Linked DNA regions of Mus musculus: regions 1, 2 and 4 are each linked to region 3. A link is a contact called in public Hi-C, HiChIP or PLAC-seq and promoter capture Hi-C data. All regions are on one chromosome and are shown on one strand. Each heading gives the region's core, a stretch centred on a gene start, on an enhancer-like site or on the middle of the called end of the contact. The rest is flanking DNA. Distances are from core to core; before and after follow the strand shown.

Region 1 (2,700 bases), core at 151-2,650, 700 kb before region 3:
GATTAGACAGTTCAGCCTCCACATGGTAAGTTAGAGTTGACTGTCCTCTGATTAGACAGTTCAGCCTCCACATAACACTCCTTTATTTTTATTTTTTATGTTTAGCAGAGAATAAGCAAAATATTCTTAAAATATAATGTAAATTCTCCTTAAATTTAAAAACAACACAGCACCCCCACAAATGCCGGTAGACTCATCCATTCCTTGTGCCCATGGTTTAACATCTAATTTTGTGATTTGAGGACTGAACTTTAATGATAGTACAGAACTCTTCAGACCTACCAACAGAATCAGTTCTACAGTTGAACCATGAGCAGAGGAGTTGATTCTGCCCAAGGCATATCTGGGTTCATTGAAGTTTTAATTTCTAGGAGCATGGTTGTTGAGTACTGCTAAGGAAATTGCTGTGCATACCAACTGTTTTAGTTTCGACTCTCCAACCTCAGCTGACTCCTTGGTTGTAGACACTTGTCTGTCTTTCTTTCATTCTAGCTCAGAACAATGCTCCCTTTTTGGTGGACTGGAAATAAAATCAAATTAAAGGCTTGTTACAATTGTGTAGGCATATAGGGCATAGTCTTACTGCAGTCTATGAGGGAAAAAAACTAGGCAAAAACAAACAAACAAACAAATAAACAGAAGCTTAATGAGAAGCTAAAACTAGAAAAAAAGGAACCCCCATTCAAGACTTTTCTACTCTTTCTGATATCTTAAGTCTGCAATGTTCTCCTAAAAAAAAACATGGGTATTTGCTGCCACTCTCATTCCCAGAGGGGCTTCTTGGATACAGTCCTTGGCTCCAATAGAAACACTTATGTGTATTAAAGTGTAAGAAATTGTTCAGAGAATTCTGAAATGATTGCATTGTCACGAAGAGGGGACAGTAGAAGGCAGGAGCAGCCACAACAGAGACTGGGCCCCACACCCTTGTTCATGTCTCAACATTGAAGAGATTTCCATTTCCACTCTTTCAGGGTGTGTAGCTCTTTCAGAATAGTTAAGATCAAGCATGCTTGTCAAAGCCTCATGCCGTGTCCTCACGTTTCTCATGGCTAGGAGCCAACACTGTCAACACTTGGGTTTGTGCTGTTTAGGATAGAAAACGTGATTGTTCAGCAACATGTAATCAGCTGAAAACAAATCTGGAAGATGTTACCCAAAGACTAGATGATATCCAGGCCCTGGAACATTGCGCAGACAAAGAAAATGAAAGATTCCTTTAAGATAAAAACTCTATCTGTGGCAAGGAACTTGAGACGTTGGAACAAGTTTCAAGTCGATAAGTTTCATAGTAAAGCTTCAAAAAACAGAGGAGACAATCCAAACAGCCCAGTCACTTCCTTTAAGCAGTGAAAGAAGCCAGGATCCAATTTCTGCAACTGTAATCTCTGTCTTCCATGCCCAGAAATCACTTATAATGTGTTACTCAGGGAAGGCGCCCTCCCATGGGAAGAGAATGATGCTTAGGAAGAGCCAGGATAGCAGTTCTAACATTTGAACTTAGTCCTGACTTAGATGATGTGTGACTGTGGCTATGGCATCTGGTTTATTAACCCATTTTTTCCTTTATGTGAAAATGTGGAGGTAGCAAAATGAGTTCAGCTAGTGTTTCAAGCAAACATTTTTATTATCCCTTTCATTCATGTTTTCTACCCAATCACATCTTACATTATGCTAATGTAGTAGACAAGAAGTTTATGACAGCATAGGGTTGGAGAGGAAAACATAATGTGCCAATATTAGTAAGAATTTGCTTTCCAAACTGTAAAAGCCTGTTCTTTTCTACCAAGATGGGTTCTTGTACCTTTTGAATCAGTGCTATGTGCATGCCCTCTCTGCTTCCCTGGGACTCCCTTTTATTAGACATTGAAGAAGGATTTTTCAGGCCCTCTGCTATGAGCTCAAACCTGAAAACATGTATGAAGCTTATCTGCAAGCAAAGGCACTGAGTGGGTCTACAAAACTGAGTGAACATAGCTAATGCCAACCAAGTATAATTATCATGATGTATTTTAATATTTCATTTAAACCTTAGGATATATCCTTGAAGAAGTAATCAGATTATTGTTATTGGGTAGATGATAAGACTGAGTAAAAAGATTTAGTGAATTGGAAGCAGATGTCATCTTCAGTCTTAGAGAATATGTTGGATTGTAAAACAACTTCAGATTGTATATTTTCAGCAATACGTTACTGTGGCATACAATTTGACCTCAAAGGGGGAAAAAGTAAACATGGGCTAATTCCTCATTAATAAAAGGAAGCCTCCTTCAAAAGTACAAAACAATTTTGCAAGGTGAGGAAAGGAATGAGGTGAAAAGGCAGGAATAATAGAAATTATATAATACACAGTGCCTGAGAGTAAAGGGGAATGTGCCCCAAACTCCAGATAAAGTCAAGTGAACTAGGAAAATGTGGAGCTTCCCATTAACAAGCATCCTAAGGGGCAGTAGCATAGAAATAGCTTTATGGTGTATTTGTTCATTCACAAATTTCTAGGAAAGGGAAAGAAAAAATAAGTAATGGTTGTCTTCGAACTAGTGAAAAGCAGAAACTACCTTCTAGAATAAAGCTAACTGAAACACCATACACTTGCAGAAAGAGGATCAATATGTGTACACAGTAGCATATCACAGAGTCTTGGACTAAACCAGGTCTCATTTGGTATCATTGTGGCGGAATGTTTTCCCTGTGGCCCAT
Region 2 (2,765 bases), core at 122-2,621, 520 kb before region 3:
GACACTTAGAATCTTGTTAATATATTCCTAGTCTTAGTTAGGTTTCTCTGAGAGCTAGCACTCGAAGTATATGTTTGGACATGTCAAAGTAAGGCCCTAGTGTCAGACAGCTATGGAGACCAGTCAAACTTGGACCAAATGCTCAGGATTTCTCTGGAGTCTGCCTTACATTTGTACTTCCATTACCACATCTGACTGAATAGTTTACATCTGCCTCCATATGTCATGGAATCGGAAGGAGTTAATCAAGAACATAGGGAAGAAAAGATGCATTTGACAGAAACAGGCTCACCATGAAGAAATTGCCAAAACTTTGGCAATTCATTCTGTCTTTTGAGTGGTATCTAGATTATTCCTTCCAGTCTTAGAACCATATATAAAATCACCCCTCCCGCCCTGTATCCTTTAATGCTATCGAAGAAAAATAAGATATATCTCCTGAAGATACTTTTCCCAAATATATTAACTTAATGTGTGTGACCTGCCATGCATTCTGGCTCCCACCTACAGTGGACAATGATCATATGTATATATGATGCACCAAAGAATATACATATGTCTCACTACCTTTAGGCTTGTGTGTATGGGAGAGTCAAAGCAACAGTTAGAGACTAATATCCACAATAGAAAGTTCAGCTTTGGCGGTAGCTTCTCCTCCTTGTGTTTAACAAAGCATATGCTTGATTTGGGCATGGGGTGCATGCTTGTAATCAGTACTAGGGAGGTTGAGGCATGAGACTCAGTATGAGCTACAAGACCCTGATTTACACTCTACTTCCTCACCCTAACCCTACCCCAAGATGTAAGAACTAGCTTTAACTGTGAGCCTAATTGTCTGTTTGAATTGCACACACCTCAGATCTTGTACCAGTTTAAGGAATTCACCAACGAATATGAGACTGTGATCTGCATATATGCATATGTGAGACTGTAATAAAGGCAGAGATTTATATAACAATTGTATAATTCTTGATTTTCTAAATGTGTTTTACTGTCACTGTGCTTTGATCTGGAACTACTCATGGGATATACCATAATGGTCCTTGCCTGCCTCCCTTTCCCACTTCGTTTTAAACTGTGTTGCTTTTTTTCTGCTTTTTAAAAGTAGTCCACCAATAGGCTTTGCCCTTTTTATCCTGCTGTGTCACTTTTTAATACAAGTTTTCATCACCTCAGCAAAGGGGATTTCTTTTTTCTCCCCAGTGAAAAAGATGGATTGGTAAGCGGCCCTGTGGCCTATAAACCGTTTCCTTTTAATTCAGGGCCTAGCAGTTTGGCCTGGCTCATGTTCAGGTCCTACTATAACTTGTCTGAACCCCTTCTAAAGGGTCTCCTGCTTGTGTATTTATGCCGGGGGCACGTGGGCAAGCCTTGAAATGGCCTCTCTGAAGAGTGATTGGCTCTTTGCTCAGTCACAGCGCATGCTGTAATGAGCCATGCCCCTTGCTCTTCAAATTTAGAGGCTCTGACCTCACCAGGTGAGGTTTTCTCAGGAAATAGCCCCCCGGGGCAATTCCCAATTGCACAGTTTCTGTGCTGGACACCAATAACCGTGTTCAGTCTGTCAGTGGTTTTCATGTTCCAACACAAAATCCTACATAGGAAGTGTTAGGAGATTTCTAAACCTCCTAAGACTAAACCTGGTTAAACTACTCTTTAGTATTCTAGTCAGGGTCTCTGTATAGATGACAAATTCTAGAAGAGCTTGTTCATTTTAAGGAGGGTGATATAATATGCAAAAGAACAAAGAATCTTTTCATCGTTGGTGTTGTTGCCAAGAACAGGAACTGATGTTATGTGAGCTTTGATCTTGGCTTTCTCCCCTTCCCCCACTGTGTAATTCAATTATGTATCTCCTCTTTACATAAGGCAAGAGCCACTCCCCCCACCTCCTCCTTAATTGCAGACTGTTTGAGATCCTAGATGTCTTGAGATAGAAGCAGGATACTTTGGCATTATATTATTCAAGCCTCTTCCAGGTACCGTATGCTCAGGACAATTTTCTTGTTAAGGCTCCGAAACAGCAGAATATACATAATAGCTCATTCAGTAATCAGTAGATTATGAAGTGGCTGAAATGTAGATGAAAATTAGTGGATATCTTGAGACAAAGAGGCTACTTAGAGTTCTTTGATGAGATGACACAGCAACTTACATCTAGCCTAACTGTCTGCCATTTCCCGTCATCTTATTAGCCATGCAACTGCAAATTTCATAAAAGCATTTTGAGCTGTAGTTACTTTATATGCCTTGAAGGATTTCTTTTTGTTCAAAATTAGAGATTTAAAGTAAGATTAAACCTTCTGTGGCCTTTAACCTCACATTCTCTATCATAGTTGGACATGTATCAATTATTCTGCTCATTTTGAAAAATAAAATAAAATTGAAGCAAACTATCACTTGATTGTACCAATAGGAGAGATAACCTAGCTGTATGACAGAATGATAGCTTTTTTGCAAAGCCTGTCCTGTGCATGCTTACATATGTATAACTGTAAAAGGAGACATGAATAAATGACAGAGCAGTAAGAAAGGATCTGCAGAACTAATAATAATAATTAATAATAATAATTGCTGTGTGAATTGGCTTACATATTCTTTTAAAATGTCAATGTGATGGGCATTTCAGCTGCAATGCTAAGGGTGAAACAGATCCAGGAAGGAGCTGGGGACCAAGGTGCCAGCCACTTCCTTCTCATGCAGCACTCGCATCTTGAGCAGTGTCCTCAAACCAATGTTGATTTTGTGTTCTTCTTGCTTTGTAA
Region 3 (2,857 bases), core at 37-2,536:
GATAAGAGGCAGCTGTTTGGCCCTCTTCAAACCTCCACCTTTTCCTTTATACTGGAGTCTATAGGCTGTGAGACTGGGCATCTCTCTGTGCTCTCGGGTTCTTAAATACTTTCACTATTTAAAATAATGGGGGGGGGTCTCCTAGTATTTTAAGAAATTAAGCCTTAACTGTTGAGGCAAAACAGTTTCTTCCTTTTCCTATAAATACAGAGCATCCTCAAATTTGGCTGTCTTTATTTACTTCTATATTAGTTCCAATTATGTGCAGTGTAAACCAGCTTTTTGATTAACAAAACAGCAGAGCATTGGTTAAGAACACTTAAACTTCAAAAAAAAATCCCCTGGGAAGTGGGCTCTGAATTGGTTAATAATGTGCAGTACTTGCTAAATTGCTGACTTCCAGATGTGGAAAATATCTTTCTTGTTTAGGACCTATGTAACCTGATTGGATTACGACAGAAGCGTCACGTTGGAAGCTTTTTGAGTGATTATTTAATTAACCATACAGTAGAAAGCTGTATTCTCCAGGAAATCCCTTCCATATTTGCATAACCAATCCCTTCAGAGCAAAGGTGGAGTCTTTTCTTTTTAATTTTAGTTTAATTGCAATATCAAAAATATGCACTTCAAAACTTAGACCCCACACAGTTTAGTGTCACCCTCTTCTTTCTTTCGTCCTAAGTTCCTCTGACCTTTCTCCTTCTTCCTCCTGCCCCTGTCCCCTCACTTTGTAATGTGGTCTGCATGAGGTGTAGAGGGGTCCAGAGATTGGCCAGCATAGTACAGCTCTATGTTAACCTAGAGACCCTTTATTAAAATGCCAAACTTTTAATATAGGGATCCAATCCAGAAAATCTCCCCCCCACACACACACACACATACACACATACACTGCACACTGAGATCCTAAGATGCAGTGTACAAGTAGCATTTCCCTCCCCTAGCTCTGGCATCTTTAAAAAAAAAAATGTAATAAGAGAAAGGGCAAGAATTTAGTTCCAAAAACGGTGCTTGAGGTATCCATACAACTTGACGTGCACCTCAAACCTAGTCACCAGAGATATCTGTATAAGACAAGAGATCTGCATGGAAGACCCGAGAGCTTTCCCTTTAACTTTCGCCCCTTGGAGTTCTCCAGTTCTGTGAATGGTGTGCACCGTTTTCCGCCCAGTACTCTGCAGGATTTAGTGATGAGGATAATGATGCCAAAGGCTTGCTTGACGGGGGGGGGGGGGGGGGGGGGGGGCGTGGAGAAGGGAGGGAGGGAGAGAGGAAGGGAGGGAGGTGGAATTTCATTTCTTCCACTAAAGCGTTTGCGGAGACTTCAAGGTATAATCTATCCCAGATCCTTTCCCAGAGAGAAACTTGGCGATCACGTTTTCACATGATGCTCACGCTCAGGGCGCTTCAATTATCCCTCCCCACAAAGATAGGTGGCGCGTGTTTCAGGGTCTCTCTTCTCTCCCCTACAGAAAAGAAAAAGAAAAAAATGTCATTAGAAGAGGCGTAACACGTCAGTCCGTCCCCAGGTTTGTGTTTCCTGGAGTGGCCGAAAAGAGATCAGTTCTAACCTGCTCGGCAGGAATAACGGTCCTGCCTCCAGACACTCTTGGCGAGGTTTTGTTCAGTTTGCTCCGGGAGCTGTTTCTTCGCCTCCACCTTTTTCTCCCCCACACTTCGCGGCTTCTTCATGCTTTTTCTTCTCACCATTTCTGGCCAAAACTACAAACAAGACTTCACAGGTAGGTTTCCCACCCCCCCCTTCTTTTCCTCCTCTTTTTATCCTTTTTTGGTGCTCTTGCCCCCCACCCTCCCTCTCTAATTTTCTCATTTTGAGTGGGAATGTTAGTCTGAAGTGAGCCGGGTGTCTCTGGACAGGAATTTCAGGTGGTTTTAGCTCTTTGGTGGCAGGCTTTCTTTTCCCAAGAGTGGCTTCTTTGCTTTCTCATGCCTTCCCTTACTCTCTCTTTCCTTTCCTCTCCCTTTTTCCCCTTCCCCCAGTAATTCGCCCTGTACCTGTCCATTCAGGTAACCAAAGGTGTTTTTTGCTACATAGTCTAGGAAAAGTTTTGTTGAGAACTGAATGGCTGGGGTAAAAAACTCATCAAGTGGAGAGTTTCTACTGCTTTGTTCTCACACCGACTTTCAATTCATTATATCAAGCAATTAAAACTTGGCAAATACCTGTTAATAATTATAAAACTTATTCGAGAAAGACCTACCAAATTCGGGAGCAAGTCCTTCTCTTAGATCTGGCAGACTAGTCTAACCTTTCCCACCGGAGAAGGCTGTTTTCTAAGCAGAAACTTGACTGTTTTTGTCTGCCTAGCGAGTTTCATTTCTTTATTTCATTCTTTGTGTGTGTGTGTGTGTGTGTGTGTGTGTGAAGTAACACCTCACTTCTGTGATTATAAATAAAGAAGTGAAAGTTCTCTTGGAACTTGAGTCGTTTACCAAAGTGTATGGGAGAGGGGGGGTCGCAACAGCTGGGAAGAAAACTGCTGTCAGGATAATAGGGTTAAAATTAGGGTAACTTTTGATATTTTATTTTAAATGACCAAGTAATATACACATCGATTTTTCATGGAACTCCTCTCTCTCTCTCTCTCTCTCTCTCTCTCTCTCTCTCTCTCTCTCTCTCTCACACACACACACACACACACACACACACACACACACCACACCACACCACACCACACCACACCACACCACACCACACCATTCCAGACTTTGGGACTGAAAAGTCGGAGTTCAAGAGTCACAGGCACAGTGCTGAGCTCAGCTAACATAAACGTGTTTATCTCCCACCTACTTACATGTTTCACATGCTAACCCTGTAATGATGAGGGCAAGATCG
Region 4 (2,804 bases), core at 254-2,753, 540 kb before region 3:
ACATGACAAGTTCTTTCTCTGACTATTGACACCTCAAGTGCTTCTCATTAGAAAAGTGCAAAAGAAAAATGGTGAAAGTATTACAGACCAGTGGAAAACACTACCTTATGCAATATGCTTTCTTCTGCCTCATGATACACTTAGATTAGTATTTTGTCCCTTTTAATTATATTTTGTATGTTGTATGTTTTATCTTGGTTTTGTTTTTATAGGAAAAGTAGTTATTTGTTGGTGGCAAACATTTTCTGCTTAGAAATCTTATCTTCAGGCATGACCATTTGAATTAATTTAGTACTATGGTCATCAGAACTTCTCAAAAGGGTTGTTAAACTTTGTAGTTCTGTTCTAAGCAAAGAAAATAATTTAGCTTTCACAAAGATTGGGGATTTGTCTTTGTCTGAATGTCTTAGGGAGATTCTCTTTCTCACTCTTCTTTATTTTGTGAGGTAATGAAATATTTAAATAACTGATACTTGGCATAGACACTTATTCCCACAGTATTTCTTGCCAAAACTAAAGAAGAGAGCTCCAAATATCAAGCAGGGGTGCTATATTTGTGAGATTATAAGCCTGGTTTCTTCCATGGCATTCTTCCTGAAATCAAACAAATAAAATAAAATAAAGTAAAATCAAGCAAAACAATATAATTAGTGAAACTCCACAGGGCTGCTTGTGAAGTGATACAAATATCCTCAGCTGATGACAACTGAAAATTGACAGAGAGCAGCATCAAGAAACCATTACACTCTGACAGCAAACTAATCGGCTAAGTTATTTTTCCAGTTTCAATATTTGTCCCGTTTTTTCAGAGAAACATGAAAGTTAGGACAACATGACCTGTAATTTCTGATTATCTAAATAATACTAAATACCTTTAAGATACTTTCTACTAAAGTGTAGGACACAGAGACCAGGTCACAAACAACATGAGTTCACTGTCCTCAGTTGTGAAAGAGCATGTTAAGCCTGAGAAAAGTATTCATTAAAATCTGGGCAGTTCACGTGTGAAAACAACAAATTGTCAAATGTGCATTACTTTCTTACTTGAGATTTCCCTCAGAAGACTTAAGGAAGAACTTTGGCCAGGCTCCCCCACCTAATTGTTGCATCCAAAATTTATTAAAGAAAGAAAACAAAAACATTTGTGAGGCATCAGGACTGGTGGCAATTCAGGTACCGTGAGTGGAGGACGAGCTGCCGCTGCCAGATGGAGTGGATGTATTCCCATGGCACCTATTACTTGCCAAATGTTTCATAAAGCAAACACATGACCTAAAAGATCTTTGCAAGTGTGGGGTCTCAATAGAAAAATAAATGAAAAAAAAAAAGAAAGAAAAAAAATACACACTTGCAAAAAAATAAATTCTGTTCTTATTTAAAAGTCATTTCTTAATTCCTAACCATAAGTTGTTTTTAAAAACACACACACTTTTAATATTTTTCAGCTGTCATGCCCACTTTAGTGAGTCTACATGTGTGGGTACTCCATAAAATCTCAGTGGTGGTGGCAGATGTCCCCTTTGAAATATTTCATCTGCTGCTGGGGGTGGGGGAGTGTGGCTCTGGTGCCGTGGACACCAATCCTTCTGAGGGCTCCTATTTGGGACAGCCTCTCTGGGGCAAGAGCAGCATTTCTACATGTCACTCAAGCCAGGGGGACTAAAAGTGGAGAAACAGATGACTATTTTTAAGATGAAAAAGGGGAATTTTAAATAATAACACACGTGCAAGGATCTTTACAACAGAAAAAAAATTGCTGCAGGAAAATCAGTCACTATTCATTGTTATAAGAAATACCTGCCTACAGATTAGTGAAAATGATAGGTGCTGTCTGAAGTGACCAAATTATCCAGCATGGATGTCTTACCCACTGGAGACATGGAATATCCTTTCTCTTCTGAAAATTTCATTTTCTCACACATGTCAGCATTTTATTGCATATCACCTTCTTTTACTTTCCAAATGTTTGGAGATTTGTTGGTTTAGGAATTTTAACCTGTTTTCAATCAACCTGTATTCTTCTTCCTTCAAGGTGACTTCCCTACTCGGGGAAGGAATGTACATATGTAAGAGAATATTCAGTCACTTAGTAAATTTGAATAATTACCTGGATGGGCCCAAGTTTTTAAAGGCATTCTCTTTGCCATTAAGTAACAAACATATGCCATAAAGAAAAAGATAAATTAAGCCTATGGTCTCTGAATCACCAATACCTATGCAGAAACCTAGGAGGGGGCTGTGGAGCTTTAAATAGGTATTGCCCCATAGATTCATTGTTTGAAGGCATGGCCATAGAGAGTGGCAAAATTAGGAGGTGTCTCCATTTTGGAGTAGGTATGGCCTTGTTAGAGGAAGTGTGTCATTGTGGAGGTGGGCTTTGAGGTCTTAAATATTCAAATAACACACTGTAGCACATATCCAGTCTACTTGTTACTTGTGGATCAAAATCTAGAACACTCAGCCCCATCTTCATCACCATGTCTGCCTAGAGACTGCCATGCTTCCTACAATAATGGTAATAGACTAAATCCCCAAAACTGTAAGTCAGCCACTAATTAAATGTTTTCTTTTATAAGAGTTTCCTTGGTCATGGTATCTCTTCACAGCAATAAAACCCTAAGAAGTTGGAAACAGAAGCTAGGATATTGCTAAGATAGAATTGATCATGCTTTTGTTTGGAGAAATGTAAATTTTGTGACTTGGTTTAGAAAAACTATGGAATGCTTTAATTGAGGCTTAATGGGCCTTATACTAGTAGAATCATAGAAGACAGTGGTGCTGGGGATTAATTGAACTATGAGGCT

Evidence for each region. Promoter capture Hi-C pulls out the DNA fragments that hold promoters and counts their contacts. A called contact is a pair of places that touch in the nucleus more often than the background predicts. HiChIP or PLAC-seq counts read pairs in DNA pulled down with a chosen protein or histone mark.
Region 1: a contact with region 3 is called in a Hi-C map of the N1E-115 cell line, with 9 times the contacts expected there. The contact joins the enhancer-like site here to the promoter of Zeb2 in region 3. A contact is called at or near these places in 9 of 39 promoter capture datasets (the 3T3-L1 cell line, 3T3-L1-derived adipocytes, the C10 cell line and 5 more), 1 of 15 datasets of contacts at CTCF or cohesin (large pre-B cells), 1 of 484 Hi-C or Micro-C datasets (the N1E-115 cell line), 5 of 115 datasets of contacts at active chromatin or transcription factors (bone marrow-derived dendritic cells, embryonic forebrain, fibro-adipogenic progenitors and 2 more) and 1 of 9 other capture datasets (adipose tissue).
Region 2: a contact with region 3 is called in an H3K4me3 HiChIP or PLAC-seq map of bone marrow-derived macrophages, with 6 times the contacts expected there. The contact joins the enhancer-like site here to the promoter of Zeb2 in region 3. A contact is called at or near these places in 8 of 39 promoter capture datasets (the C10 cell line, the HPC-7 cell line, cancer-associated fibroblasts and 4 more), 3 of 484 Hi-C or Micro-C datasets (the N1E-115 cell line, cerebral cortex and forebrain), 6 of 115 datasets of contacts at active chromatin or transcription factors (the NIH/3T3 cell line, bone marrow-derived macrophages, embryonic forebrain and 2 more) and 2 of 9 other capture datasets (liver and pancreatic islet).
Region 4: a contact with region 3 is called in a promoter capture Hi-C map of hippocampal neurons, with 5 times the contacts expected there. The contact joins the enhancer-like site here to the promoter of Zeb2 in region 3. A contact is called at or near these places in 7 of 39 promoter capture datasets (the 3T3-L1 cell line, the C10 cell line, cancer-associated fibroblasts and 3 more), 1 of 15 datasets of contacts at CTCF or cohesin (the NIH/3T3 cell line), 14 of 484 Hi-C or Micro-C datasets (the C2C12 cell line, adipose-derived mesenchymal stem cells, bone marrow-derived macrophages and 5 more), 15 of 115 datasets of contacts at active chromatin or transcription factors (the NIH/3T3 cell line, bone marrow-derived dendritic cells, bone marrow-derived macrophages and 11 more) and 2 of 9 other capture datasets (adipose tissue and liver).

Annotation. Positions count from the first base shown.
Region 1 is chr2:45,816,856-45,819,555 of GRCm38.p6, reverse strand. No RefSeq gene overlaps it. Among named protein-coding and RNA genes, the nearest start is that of 1700019E08Rik, 120 kb to the right of the region's middle. Within about 2 kb of position 1,400, at least 9 of the 459 cell types and tissues checked have an H3K27ac peak or open chromatin away from gene starts, as enhancers often do. A contact at or near this core is called in the N1E-115 cell line and fibro-adipogenic progenitors, where this site is marked.
Region 2 is chr2:45,628,902-45,631,666 of GRCm38.p6, reverse strand. No RefSeq gene overlaps it. Among named protein-coding and RNA genes, the nearest start is that of Gm30848, 58 kb to the right of the region's middle. Within about 2 kb of position 1,371, at least 6 of the 459 cell types and tissues checked have an H3K27ac peak or open chromatin away from gene starts, as enhancers often do. A contact at or near this core is called in the N1E-115 cell line and bone marrow-derived macrophages, where this site is marked.
Region 3 is chr2:45,111,708-45,114,564 of GRCm38.p6, reverse strand. Zeb2 (zinc finger E-box binding homeobox 2) reads left to right here and starts at 1,286. Exons shown (of 10, transcript NM_015753.4): 1 at 1,286-1,742. It overlaps Zeb2os (zinc finger E-box binding homeobox 2, opposite strand), which reads right to left. Exons shown (of 3, transcript NR_110572.1): 2 at 1,572-1,722; 3 at 478-1,466.
Region 4 is chr2:45,649,195-45,651,998 of GRCm38.p6, reverse strand. No RefSeq gene overlaps it. Among named protein-coding and RNA genes, the nearest start is that of 1700019E08Rik, 46 kb to the left of the region's middle. Within about 2 kb of position 1,503, at least 3 of the 459 cell types and tissues checked have an H3K27ac peak or open chromatin away from gene starts, as enhancers often do. A contact at or near this core is called in hippocampal neurons and ventral hippocampal neurons, where this site is marked.